Regions from separate parts of the Macaca mulatta genome. Here region 1 is linked to region 2. Evidence: chromatin contacts called from public Hi-C data. All regions are on one chromosome and are shown on one strand. Each heading gives the region's core, a stretch centred on a gene start, on an enhancer-like site or on the middle of the called end of the contact. The rest is flanking DNA. Distances are from core to core; before and after follow the strand shown.

Region 1 (6,273 bases), core at 1,695-4,194, 120 kb before region 2:
ACTGCTTTTCTTATTAAGAGGATAATGATGATGACGATTTTTAGCAGTAGGGTATGAATTCCTGGAGGGCAGCGACAGTGCTTGGTTCCCCGTAGGATTCAAATGAAATTGAAAAATATAGAAAAGGGGACAACGGCTTCCTCATTTCCCTGTCTCTAGACCTCTCCCCGTCAAATCAATCTCGAGATGGCTGCCATTTGCCTAAACTGGGGGTAGGGAGCTTGGATCGTAACCAGAATAGAATCAAAGGGTGGGAATCATCTAGCAGCTCCAGGGGCAATCAGTTACTTTATTATCCTCAAGCTTATGCCCAGAGTGGCAAAGGCGAAGTAAGCAGCGTTCCTAGGGCCTTGGTTGTGGTAACCGGGGCTCATAAACGGCCAATGCACACCCCGGGGAAGCCTCTCTCTCCAGCACCGTGGGAGGGAGAAGAAAAACGGCCCCCAAAATTTGATCACCACGATGGTGTTCTCCGGCTCTGGCCCTAGTTTTATTTCCCAGGAAAAAGCCCCTGCCCTCTCCCCAGCGCCCCATGCCCACCTCCTCCAGCTCCTCCGATTTAAGGCTCCAAACCGAGGGCCCTCCAGGCGGGGCCGGCATCGGAGCATCACCTCAGCGCCCGGTGCTGGCTGCCCCCGGGGTCCCGCCTCCCTACAGCCGGCGCCTTTCCACGCGGGGCTCGAGGCCCGGGAGCCCAACAGAGCCCGCCCTCAACTCCTCAGGGCGCCAATTTCGCCTCGCCAGACCACTTCTCAGCCCGGACCCGCCGAGGCTCGAGCCCCCTCCTTATGCACACACCTGATCCCCCACGGCCCCTTCAGGTCCTCTCCCCTCGCCACGGGCCTTGTCAGGAAGCGAATGGCTCAAATGGTACTGACAGAGCGCAGCTCGGTCCGCCGCCGCCTTCTCCTCCTCCTCCCCGCCATATTACAGATCTCAAGCGGCAACGCGGGCTCCTGGCAACCGCCGCCGCGGCCACCCCGACTCCACCTCTCAGGGCCGGCACTTCCGGTGGTTGCTTCCAGGGCTGTTAAAACCGTTGGGCCACCAGAACACTACAATCCCCGAGGTGCATTGCGCGCCCGCGATGGAGGACGTAATGCTTACGGACAGCACGCTGCACGCCGGGAAACGTAGTCTTCAATGCAAGCTACAGACTAGACTGTATTAATAAATGTACTTATTTAGTATAATAGGACCACCCCTCAGGGTCTGAAGCCCCCTGAAGTGTTCCTTGAGGTTGCCATTTTTTTCTTATGTGTATAAAGATAACCCCTTTCTATGTAGCCGTTATAAAACATGTAACATTCACCAAAATATTTTCTTGTAGATAAAAACGCTGAACCCACCCGGGGTGATGGCTTACGCCTATAATTCCAACATTTTGGAAGCCGAGGCGGGAGGATCGCTTGAGCCCAGGAGTTCGAGATCAGCCTGGGCAGCAAAGGGAGACGGCGGCATCTCTACAAAAATTTTAAAAATTAGCCGGGTGGGGTGGCGCTAGCCTGTGGTCCCAGCTACTTGGGAGGCTGAGGTCGGAAGATGGCTTGAGCCCAGGAGGTCGAAGCTTCAGTGAGCCGGGATTGTACCACTGCATTCCAACCTGGGCGATAGAGTGAGACTGTCTGGAAAAATAAAAAATAAAAAAGGCTGAATCCTAGTTGCCAACTGGAAGGCTTAAGACATTTATCCCCTTTTGCAAATCAGTGGGAAAATGCACTAAAGGAAAAAAGGTAACGGAAAAATCCCTGAATCTTTTTGGAAAGTTCTCTACATAAAAATGTTACCAGCCTTCCAAAATATGTCCAGGGGTCCCTTTTCATTGCCTAACTCGGCTTTACAGTCTATCTCTCTTATCCTCCTTCCAGTGCCTGTTTTTGCATATGTTAAATGGTGGGTTAAAGGTGCCTATCACAAGGGTAGTTGTGAGGCACAGTTGAGGTAACTCTTGCACAGCCCCTGGTACAAAAGCCCTTAGCAGAAGTAAGATTAGGGGGAGGAGGAGTGAAAATGTCACAAGTCACTAGGGAGGCCTTTATGTCAGTCCCCATCCTGCCATTAACTGCTTAATTCACCTATCCTCAGTTTCCTCATCTATGAAATAAGGGAATCCTTAAAACCCCTTCCAGTTTTATAATCCGATTGTGCCTTCTTTGCTAGGCTCTTCCAGTCCCCCAGAATCAGGAAAATTAAGTCGATTGAAATCAGTCTCCTGAGATAATAACTGTTAGGCTGTATTGAGAATGAGATAAGCATATAAAGTGTTTGCTCACCAAGTATCTAGGACATGGTAAGTGCTCTGTAAACGTTAGGTGTACTTGCTAACACTTTTATTTCCACCCACGAGAATGTGAGTCCCGTAAGAGCAAAAACCCTGTAGGTCCTGTTCAACTGTGTCCGGAGCACCTGGACCGGTATTTGGTACATCTTGAACTGAACTGAACTGAACTGAACTGAACGGAATTGAATTGAATTGAACTGATAGTCTAAGCATCCTGCCTCTCCAAGTTCCCTGGACTTCAGTTTCCTCCAGGGCAGATAAAGGAGTCACTAAAATCCCTCCCAGTCCTACAGCTTTAGGACGGTTCTTAGCCCTCCTTTTCTCGCCTAGGAGTCTGAAAGCCCAGGTTGAAATTCAGACCCCAGAAAACCCTAAGCCACTTTGGGTTTGGAATGTGAGCCTAGGGTCTAGGGTCTGGGGCCTGGGCCTGGGGCTGGGGCCTGGGCCCGCCCCCGTTGCCAGGGAGCGGCTCCGCCTACTAGCGCTGCGAATCCCGATCCCTGATTGGCTAGGCAGCCGACTGCCTCTCTGGATGTGTCCGCTGCCGCCATTGTGCGGCGCTGGTCCACTCAGAGGGTGCCCGCTGCTGCCGGTGCCTTGGACCCTCCCCCTCGCTTCTCGCTCTCCTGCCCCGGGAGCCCGGCGGGTCCGGGACTCCAGTCCGTGCCGGTGCGGGCGCCGGCATGTGGCTGTGGGAGGACCAGGGCGGCCTCTTGGGCCCTTTCTCCTTCCTGCTGCTGGTGCTGCTGCTGGTGACGCGAAGCCCGGTCAATGCCTGCCTCCTCACCGGCAGCCTCTTCGTTCTGCTGCGCGTCTTCAGCTTTGAGCCGGTGCCCTCTTGCAGGGTCCTGCAGGTGCTCAAGCCCCGGGACCGCATTTCTGCCATCGCCCACCGCGGCGGCAGCCACGACGCGCCCGAGAACACGCTGGCGGCCATTCGGCAGGTGAGACACCCACGCCTCGCGCCCCTCGGTCCTCCCGAGAGCTCGGACTTCTACTTTTCCTTCCCAGGGTTCCCCGATCTACTCAAGACGACCTTCCCACTTCCTCATTCGTCCACAAGGCACACTCCCGGCCCTTGATCCCTCCCACTGTCTAGGGATCTCCCGACTTCAGGTTTTATATTTACAGACGACAGCAGATATGTATATCGTTTCTGTGGGACTGACGTTGAGATTACATCCAGGAACAAGGTCAAAAGTGTCCCTGGTTTACAGAGTGTACATCGGAGTGGGGGAGGCAAGCCTTAAACAAGTAAACATGTAAATGAGATAACTTTAAGAGAGTGAAAGGTGCAATGAAGAAATCGGGGGAACTCGAGGGGAGGAGTTACGCTATTTTATTTAGATGGAGTAGTCCAGAGAAATCGTCTCCGAAGAAGCAACATTTGAACAGAAACCGGAGTTATAAGGAGCCAGGCAGACGCAGAAGGTCCTGAGATGGGAATAATATAGAGGTGTTCAGGTAACAGAAGAGGCAGTGTGTGGCCGGACTTCAAGGAACAGAACAAAGACTGGTGTGTGAATGAAGTAGGAAATGGGTCAGGTCAAATAGGGTCTTGGTCAGTAATTGAGGTTAGTCTAAATAGCTCACCCTTCACAGGACATACCTTTGCTTGTCGTCTGAGTCACGTGAGTAATTTCCTTATCACCTTTTCCCCAGACACACACATTGGCACTCGCACAAGCCTGGCAGCTGGACTCATAACAATTTTTGCCCTCTCTTTTTCATAAGGCACTCCTGAAACTTTTGGTACCTCCCAGCTCTTGGCATTCTCCTGGCTTCATAATAATGACAGCTTACAGAGAGGGCTTTTCAGTGGATTAGGTGCTTTTGCATCTGTGTAAATGTATCTGATTCTCTTCTTTTTTTTTTTTTTTTTTCTCTCTCTCTCCTTCCTTCTTTTTTTTTTTTTTTTTTTTTTTTTTTTTTTTTTTTTTTTGTGGACAGAGTTTCACTCTTTTACCCAGGCTGAAGTGCAGTGGTGCAATCTCCGTGCACTGCAACCTCTGCCTTCCGTGTTCAAGCGAGTCTCGTGCCTCAGCCTCCCGAGTAGCTGGGATTACAGGCGCCCACCACCACGCCCAGCTAATTTTTATATTTTTAGTAGAGACGGGGTTCTGCTATGTTGACCAGACTGGTCTCAAACTCCTGGCCTCAAAGTGATCCTCCCGCCTCAACCTCCTAAGGTGCTACGATTACAGACATGAGCCATCACACCTGGCCTCCCTCATTTCCTTTTTTTCGTTTTTTTTTTTTAAACGGAGTCTCACTGTCGCCCAGGCTGGAGTGCATTGGCATGACCTCAGCTCACTGCAACCTCTGTATACCAGGTTCAAGTGATTCTCCTGCCTCAGCCTCCCAAGTAGCTGGGATTACAGGTGCCTGCCACCACACCCAGCTAATTTTTGTTATTTTTAGTAGAGGGAGGGTTTCACTATGTTGGCCAGGCTGGTCTCAAATTCCTGACTTTCAGTGATCCGCCCGTCTTGGTCTCCCAAAGTGCTGGGATTACAGGCATGAGCCACCGTGCCCGGCTCCAGATTTATACATTTTAAAAATTAATTTATTTATTTATTTAAATTTATGGGGGTTTTTTTTGGTTTTGGTTTTTTTGTTTGTTTTTTGAGATGGAGTTTCACTCTTGTTGCCCAGGGTGGAGTTCAATGGCGCGATCTGTGCTCACTGTAACCTCTGCCTCCGGGGTTCAAGTGGTTCTCCTGCCTCAGCCTCTCGAGTAACTGGGATTACAGACATGTGCCACCATGCCCAGCTAATTTTGTATTTTTTTAGTAGAGACAGGGTTTTGCCATGTTGTTCAGGCTAGTCTTGAACTCTCAACCTCAGGTGATCCGCCCGCCTCAGCCTCCCAAAGTGCTGGGATTACAGATGTAAGCCACCGTGCCCGGCCAAGATTTATACTTTTAAAGCTGCACTCTGGCCCGTGTGGAGAATGTACTGTGGGTGTAATTTCATTCCTTTGCCATTGTTTATAATAGTGTATCTGTTTTTGGAATACACTCAATTCACATTTATCAAGTTTTTCCTTGTATATGTCATTTATAATCTACCAGAAATTCTAGCACTGTCAGAAATGTATGTATGTATATATACATTCGACTTTACCAATACTTTTATTTATTTGTTTGTTTATTTATTTATTTTTGAGACAAGGTCTCTCTCTGTCAGCCAGGTTTGAGTGCAGTGGGGCAATCTCAGCTCACTGCAACTTCCACCTCCCAGGCTGAAGCGATTGTTGTGCCTCAGGCTCCTGAGTAGCTAAGATTACAGGTGTGCTCCTCCACGCCCGGCTAATTTTTGTTTCTTTTTTTAGTAGAGATGGCGTTTTGCCATGTTGGCAAGGCTGGTCTCGAACTCCTGACCTCAAGTGATCCACTTGCTTCAGCCTCCCAAAGTGCTGGGATTACAGGCATGAGCCACTGCCTGACCGACTTTACCAGTACTTCTATGTCATTCCAGTAACTGAGATAGAAAGATGAACCCCTGGTTCTAGTTCACATATTAGTATATATAAGAGATATTGCAAGTTCAGTTCCAGACCTGAGTAAATAGTCAATAAAGCAAATATTGTAATAAAGGGAGTCACAAATTTTTTGGTTTCTCAGTGCATATAAAAGTTATGTTTATACTATATTGTAATCTATTAAGTATGTGTGTATGTATAGATATGCACATATACACACATATATAGGTTTTCATCCATGGTTCCTTTCTCATAACTCTCAGCCCTTGCTACAGTCTTTTGTTAGGCATCCTAGGCCTTAGGAGCAGGCCTCAGGAAACAGAATCTCTCTGACCTTCTCCTGCCCTCCTTTCACCTGCCCCAAGGCAGGACTGGAATCTTTCCCTGTCTTTCAAATTGTGAGTCTTAAGACCCCCCTCAGAGAGGGACCCCACCCTATACCCTGGGGGAAGGAATGCTGACATCATGAAGCTTCCATAAAAACCTAAGAGGAATTAAAAAAATAAAA
Region 2 (7,095 bases), core at 1,513-4,012:
CTTTCGTTTAACAAAAGAATGGTAGGTCTTGGAGACAGCCTCTTGGGGCCCCCAGGTGAAGAGCAGGGATATGGCTGGCACTCCTTCCTCTTCGGGGACTGGTTCTGTGGGCTACTGAGAAGGCGGGGAAGCTCCTTCATCACCTCTGCCCCATGACATCCCACTCTTCCTTCTGCCTCTTCTAAATGGATGCAACTACTGTGCCATTCCCCCACTCTTGTAGAGGTGGTCATAGCACTTACTGTAGCTAATGTTGATTGAGCACCTACTAAGTGCCAGGCACTGTTCTGAGTGTTTCATCTTTATTTAATCCCCACAAAAGGGTGGGCTCAGGCTGGGTGTGGTGGCTCACGCCTGTAATCCCAGCACTTTGGGAGGCTGAGGCGGGTGGATGAACTGAGGTCAGGAGTTCAAGACCAGCCTGGCCAACATGACGAAACCCCATCTCTACTAAAAATACAAAAAAACTAGCCGGGCATGGTGGTGGGCACCTGTAATCTCAGCTACCTGGGAGGCTGAGGCAGGAGAATTACTTGAACCTGGAAGACAAGAGATGGCAGTAAGCCCAGATCACACCATGGCACTCCAGCCTGGGCAACAGAGTGAGACTCTGTCTCAAAAAAATAAATTAAAAAAAAAAAAAAAAAAAGTTGGGCTTGGTGGCTCATGCCTGTAATCCCAGCACTTTAGGAGTCTGAGGAAGGAGGATCTTTTGAGCCCAGAAGTTCAAGACCAGACTGGGCAACATAGACCCCCATCTCTACAAAAATTTAAACAATTAGCTCGGCATGGTGGTGTGTGCCTATAGTCCCAGTTACTCAGGAGGCTGAAGCAGGAGGATCGCTTGAGCCTGGGAGGTTGAAGCTGCATGAGCTATAATCACAGCACTGCACTCCAGCCTGGGCAATAGAGCAAGACAGCAACTCAAAAGAAAAAAAAAATCCCAGAAAAACCCCATAGGATAGGTGCTATTATTGTCCTCATTTTACAGATAAGGAAACTGAGGCACAGAGGAATCAGATAACTGCCACATTTACCCTGCTAGGAGGTGATGGAACCTGGATTGCACGTCAAGATCACACAGACTCCTCTACAGACCACCCAGGTAACATGGGGTGACTTATTCAACCTCTTTAAACTTTTGTCTCCTAATCAGTAGTCTGAAACTAGCAGGGGTTATTGGAAGGATAAAAGGTAACTTATGCTCCTTATTCATTCAACAAGTATTTATAGGACATCTACTGTGTGCCAGGCACTGGGGATGTATCTGCAAGCAAAACAGAAAAAAATCTTACCCTTCCAGCATGCACACATTGGTAGGGGGACACGTATGTGGGTTAGCTCAGTAGATCTTCACAACCCCATAGGCAAGCTACTATTACTGCACCTGTTTCACAGATAGGGAAAAGGATCTCAGAAGTGGCAAACCCAAGTTCACCCTTCTGAGAAATGGTAGGACCTGGATTAGATAATATCCAGTCTCCGGAGTTTGACTTCCTGAATTCAAATCCCACAGTTTCCAATTAATTGCTGTTGGCAAGTTACTTAATGGTCTGAAACTAGATCTCCCAAGGGTAAAATAGGAGCAGGAGACCCTATTTCATAGATTACCCCAGGAGAAATAGCAACATGTAACATTTAGGAAGCAAACAAGGCTCACAGAATCTCTGTGAGGGAAGTCTAATTTTAACCATTTTTTTTCTTTCTTTCTTTTTTAAACAGGTGTGGAAACTGGATCCCAGAGAGGATAAGTAACCTGTCCAGAGGTGCACAACACACGAACAGTTCGCTTCCAAAACTCATGTTCGCTCTGACCCAGGCCGCTGCTCAGATAAAAAAACTCACCGGATTGGGCATCGATTATTCTTTTCTTCCTGCACCTGCGGGGATGGCTGCACGAGGGCGGTGGTCCCGCCGTGTGCATTCCCCGGAAGCTTTCTTAAATGCAAAGGGTCCGAACGCGGCTGTCTGAGGCTGGAGCCGCAGCCCTCTACGTGCTCCCGGATTCCCGCGCCTGGTGTTTTTCCCTGCACTCTGGCGCCACACCCCGCTCGCTCCCCGCTCCCGGCCACTGCTGCCACGCTTGGGGGCCCAGCGCTGGGGACACCCCGCCCAGTTCTTCCCAGACTCTCTGGGAGCCGGCGAGGGGGCTCCGCCAAGACACCCCTGCTCGGCTGGCAGCCCGGGCGCTGGCCCCACTCCTGGCGAACCCGCCTCACCTCTTGGCGCTCCTGTTGCCGCTGCGTGCGCTGGCCCTCTAGTCGACCCCGGCCTGGGGCAGCCCGCAGGCGGCGCGCCCTGCTCCAGAGACGGCCTTCCTGCCTCGGGGGCCGATCGCTTTCTTCTGGGAATTGAGCCAGTTCCTGTTGGGTTGGGAGGCCTGCTGGCATCCGAGACCTCTATCCACTGCCCGTAGTCTGCATTCATTCTTTCTTTCCGTGAGCCAGCCTTACCCGGAGGCCACCAGATGCCGCGCAGGCCGGTTGCAGAACTCGGAGGACCCAGCAGGCGCACGGGCCAGGGTTGCGCTCTCCAAAACTCTGGCCAAGAGCCACATCATCTAATCCTAAGGGAAATACAAGTCCTCTCATGATTATCACTAACTACGAGATAAATGCAAATCAAAACCATAATGAGATATTGGAACAGGAATTAAAAGAAATTAAAGAGTGCGTAAGCAGAAACTCAGCTGTATGTAAGAAAACTCGGTTCCCCCTGAGAAAGAAAAAGAGCTGGAGTCCTTTAAAAACGCCTATTTTTCTGTGGCTAGTGAGCCTTATCTCTCCTCCCTTCCCAGGCCTTGTGAAGCCCCTGATTCCCTAGCTGTGTAGCTGCAATGTCACTAGACAGATAAACTCAAGTCACAAAACATGTTTCTCCTTGAAAAGTAAGAAATGATGTAACACATGTCTCAGTTGAATAACTGCCTTTGATTCTCGCTTCTGTAGTATGCTTCCCCCTGCACAGATCTCCCTACCCCCACGAAATGCTTAAAAGGTAACTTAACTCTTTGTTCAGCGCTCAGTCCTTTGGATGTTAATCCGACTGGGCCAGTGCACCTAAATAATTAATAAATATCCTCCTGAACCCCATCGGTCTCTCTGATTCCTTAAAAATCCCACCAATGGCGTAAACCCGGGAGGCGGAGCCTGCAGTGAGCTGAGATTCGGCCACTGCACTCCAGCCTGGGCGACAGAGCGAGGCTCCATCTCAAAAAAAAAAAAAATCCTGCAACATTTCCACCTCACATCTACTAGACTGGCCACTATCAAAAAACAAAAACAAACAAACAAAAAATAAGTGTTGATGAGGATGTGGAGAAATTGTGCACTGTTAGTGGGAATGCAAAATGGGTGCCACTGTGGAAAACAGTATAGTGGTTCCTCAAAAAAAAACAAAAACAGAAGGGTATATATGCAAAAAAAATTCAAAGCAAGATCTCAAAATGACATTTGGGCTGGGCATCATAGCTCAGTCCTGTAGTTCCAGCACTTTGGGAGGTTGAGGCAGGTAGATCACTTGTGCCCAGGAGTTTGAGACTGGCCTGGGCAACATGGTGAAACCCAGTCTCCACAAAAAAATACAAAAATTAGCCAGGCATGGTGGCACATGCCTGTAGTTCCAACTACTCAGGAGACTGAGGTATAAGGATGGCTTGAGCCTGGGAAGTGGAGGCTGCAGTGAACATTAATCATGCCACTGCACTCTAGCCCAGGCAACAAAGGAAGACCCTGCCTCAAAAAAAAAAAAAAAAAAAATTTGCACACCCATGTTTATTGCAGCATTATTCACCATAGTCACGCGTTAAAAGCAAACTAAATGTCCATCAGCAGATGAATGGGTAAAGACAATGTGGTTATGGTTATATACACACAATGGAATATTATGCAGCCTTAAAAAAGAAGGAAATCCCATCACATACTACCACATGGATGAATCTCAAGGACATTATGCTGAGCAAAATAAACCAGGCACAGGAGGGCAAATACTGTATGATTTCAATCATTGGAAGTACCTAAAGCAATCAAAATCATAGAAACAGAAAGGAGAAATGTAGTTGCCAATGGCTTAGAGAAAGGAGGAGGGAGATAATTCGTGTGCAATGAGCATAGAACTTTGGTTTTTCAAGATGAAAACATTCTAAAGATCTGTTACACAATGTGAATACTTCCTATACTTCACACTGATGAACTATACAGTTAAAAATAATTAAGACTGGTAAATTTAATCAGGTGTGTTTTTACCACAATATTGAAATGTCATTATGTCCTTACAATGACATAAATGTGATTGTGATTATTGCAACCAAGAAGAGGTATGTAATGCTGTAAGAATTTATAATTAGGGGCATTCCCCCAGTGTCAGGGAAGGTTTCCCTAAGGAAATAATGCTTCAGTGAACATCTGAGTCAAAGTCAAAGTGGGGAGGTCACATGGCAAGTCTAATTTCTTGTATATAATACAGTCATCTGTCCATTTGAACTTTTCTGCTTTGTAAGTAGAATCAAGGATAATGGGGGCATGATGGCAGAGGCCTATAGTCCCCAGCTACCTAGAAGGCTGAGGTAGGAGGACTGCTTGAACCCAAGAGTTTGAGACTGCCATGAGCTGTGACTGCACTACTGCACTCCAGCCTGGGCAATAGAGTGAGACCCTGTCTCAAAAAAAATTTTTTTTAATGTTAAAAGGTGAAAAAAAATAATAATGATGACAACAACAGCCAACATGTACTGATAAATAATTCAATTAATTACTTAATTAACATAGTAGTTAAGTGCAGGGATTCTGAAGCCATACTATTTGACTTTGAATTCCAGTTCTGCTATATCCTTACTAGTTTCATAATCTTGGACCAACTACTTAATCTCTGTGCCTCAGTTTCTTCATCTGTAAAATGAGGGCAATAATAGTGAGACAGCCAGTTGGGAGGGGATCCCTCAATAATCTCCAGCCTCTCCAGTCGGCCTGCACACTGGGAGGAGCCACACAAGTTTGTGCTGTTTGCAGCATGGAGGAGCCTGGCCCCTCCTCTTTCTGTGTGGAACCTGGGATTTGAATGGCCAGGTGGAAAGTGCTCTAACAGACTCTGGCCCAGTGAGAGTCCCTATTTCCCCCTTTTCCTCCTTTTCACCCAATAAAACCCTGTCTTACTCACCATTCAAATTGTCTGTGAGTCTGAATTTTCATGACCGTGGGACAAAAAAATCCTATATTTAGCTGAACTAAGGAAAAGCCCTGCAACATTTTTGGTACCCAATGTGGGGCCTGAGAAGTGGTGAGTGAGCTGCAAATCAAGAATTATTTTTCGGCCGGGCGCGGTGGCTCAAGCCTGTAATCCCAGCACTTTGGGAGGCCGAGACGGGCGGATCACGAGGTCAGGAGATCGAGACCATCCTGGCTAACACAATGAAACCCCGTCTCCACTAAAAATACAAAAAAATTAGCCGGGCGCGGTGGCGGCGCCTGTAGTCCTAGCTACTCGGGAGGCTGAGGCAGGAGAATGGCGGGAACCCGGGAGGCGGAGCTTGCAGTGAGCCGAGATCGCGCCACTGCACTCCAGCCTGGGCGACAGAGCGAGACTCCGCCTCAAAAAAAAAAAAAAAAAAAAGAATTATTTTTCTCTCTCCCTTCTGAGCCTTTTCATCCTCATGGCCTTTTCCTTCCTCTTTTGGGATGGACCAGAAAGCAGCTCCCCGCTGCTCCCCACTCCCTCACGGGGCTGGGATGCATGGCCCAAGGGCCCCACACAGCTGGCTGGCTGGTTCCCAGTGACACCTCACTGCAGCAGCCTTCTCTTTTCCTAGCCAAGGAGTTTAACTCTACCAGACAGTAATTAAGCTTAAACTTGTCTCTCTGGTGGAGGACCTACTTGCATAAGAATAAGACATTCTTCCCCAGGCATTTTTAAGCTGTTTATTTTTCTTTCCTATTCTCCACCCTATCAGCAGTTAATTTTTAAAGTTTTTTGTTTTTTTTTTTTTCTTTTATAAATCGTTTTTACCAGGCCAGGCTCCAAAGCTATCACTGTTTCTATTTTCTGCGAAGTTTTGGTTGTGAAATCAAGCCTCCATCTTGTTTTACATCCTGAGGGCATGGCTTGTAACTTTGGTGGCAAGGCTTTGTTTAGCAGTCCTACCTTAGGGAATACATTTCTTTCTGGTTTGCTATTTGTGTGTTTTCCTAGCCCTGTCTCTTAAAGGGCCCCACCCAGTGGACTGGGTTTTCTTCTGTCTGTGTCTGTGTTATATGTGATGTCTGTAAAAAGAGCTCTAATTAATTTGGCCTACAGAAAGACAAGCGCTTGCATCTAAAAAATTTTTTTTTTTTTTTTGAGACGGAGTCTCGCTCTGTCGCCCAGGCTGGAGTGCAGTGGCGCAATCTCGGCTCATTGCAAGCTCCGCCTCCCGGGTTCACGCCATTCTCCGGCCTCAGCCTCCCGAGTAGCTGGGACTACAGGCGCCCGCCACTGCGCCCGGCTAATTTTTTTCTATTTTTAGTAGAGACGGGGTTTCACCATGGTCTCGATCTCCTGACCTTGTGATCCGCCCGCCTCGGCCTTCCAAAGTGCTGGGATTACAGGCGTGAGCCACCGCGCCCGGCCGCATCTAATATTTTTTAAAGGGGAGATAAAAACTGTGGTACCTTTCAGTTCATGTGACTTTAATCTTTGGGAAATAAAAACAGTCTTAAAGATTATTGGTAAAAAGCAGATGTCATTAAAATGTGAGTAGGTGGACAAAATAATGCAGGTCAAATGCTAGGTTTGATAAGTGTTTTGAGGTTACAAACTGCTTTTTGGGTTTTGGGAACTATTTGACTTGCCAGTTTCACAATTGGTAAGGCCTGGGGACCTACGGAACTAACCACACCCTTAATTATAATGGAGTCAAACCTTGGCTGTACGTAGTACACAATTAAAACAACTTACCAGGTTTTAAATTAAAGTTAGAAATTGCTAGCAGTTACCATTATAACTTGTAATTGAAACTACTGGAAATAGACTTACATGCAAGGTGTATAAGAACAGTACATTTTTTTAAAAAAAAAGGTTATAAGAAGGCATGGAAATACAAATTTTTGCCTAGGGTTAAAGGCT

What was found. Hi-C and Micro-C count contacts between places; a contact is called where the count stands out from the background.
Region 1: a contact with region 2 is called in a Hi-C map of lung fibroblasts, with 3 times the contacts expected there. The contact joins the promoter of GDE1 here to the promoter of TMC5 in region 2. A contact is called at or near these places in 4 of 14 Hi-C or Micro-C datasets (blood, fetal cortical plate, liver and 1 more).

Annotation. Positions count from the first base shown.
Region 1 is chr20:19,541,896-19,548,168 of T2T-MMU8v2.0, reverse strand. It overlaps GDE1 (glycerophosphodiester phosphodiesterase 1), which reads left to right and starts at 2,944. Exons shown (of 6, transcript NM_001260575.1): 1 at 2,944-3,225. The coding sequence starts at 2,965. It overlaps CCP110 (centriolar coiled-coil protein 110), which reads right to left and starts at 945. Exons shown (of 13, transcript XM_077986357.1): 1 at 799-945.
Region 2 is chr20:19,424,787-19,431,881 of T2T-MMU8v2.0, reverse strand. TMC5 (transmembrane channel like 5) reads right to left here and starts at 2,762. Exons shown (of 22, transcript XM_015125724.3): 1 at 2,220-2,762. It overlaps LOC144338080 (a long non-coding RNA gene), which reads left to right. Exons shown (of 4, transcript XR_013411888.1): 3 at 992-1,105; 4 at 1,723-3,092.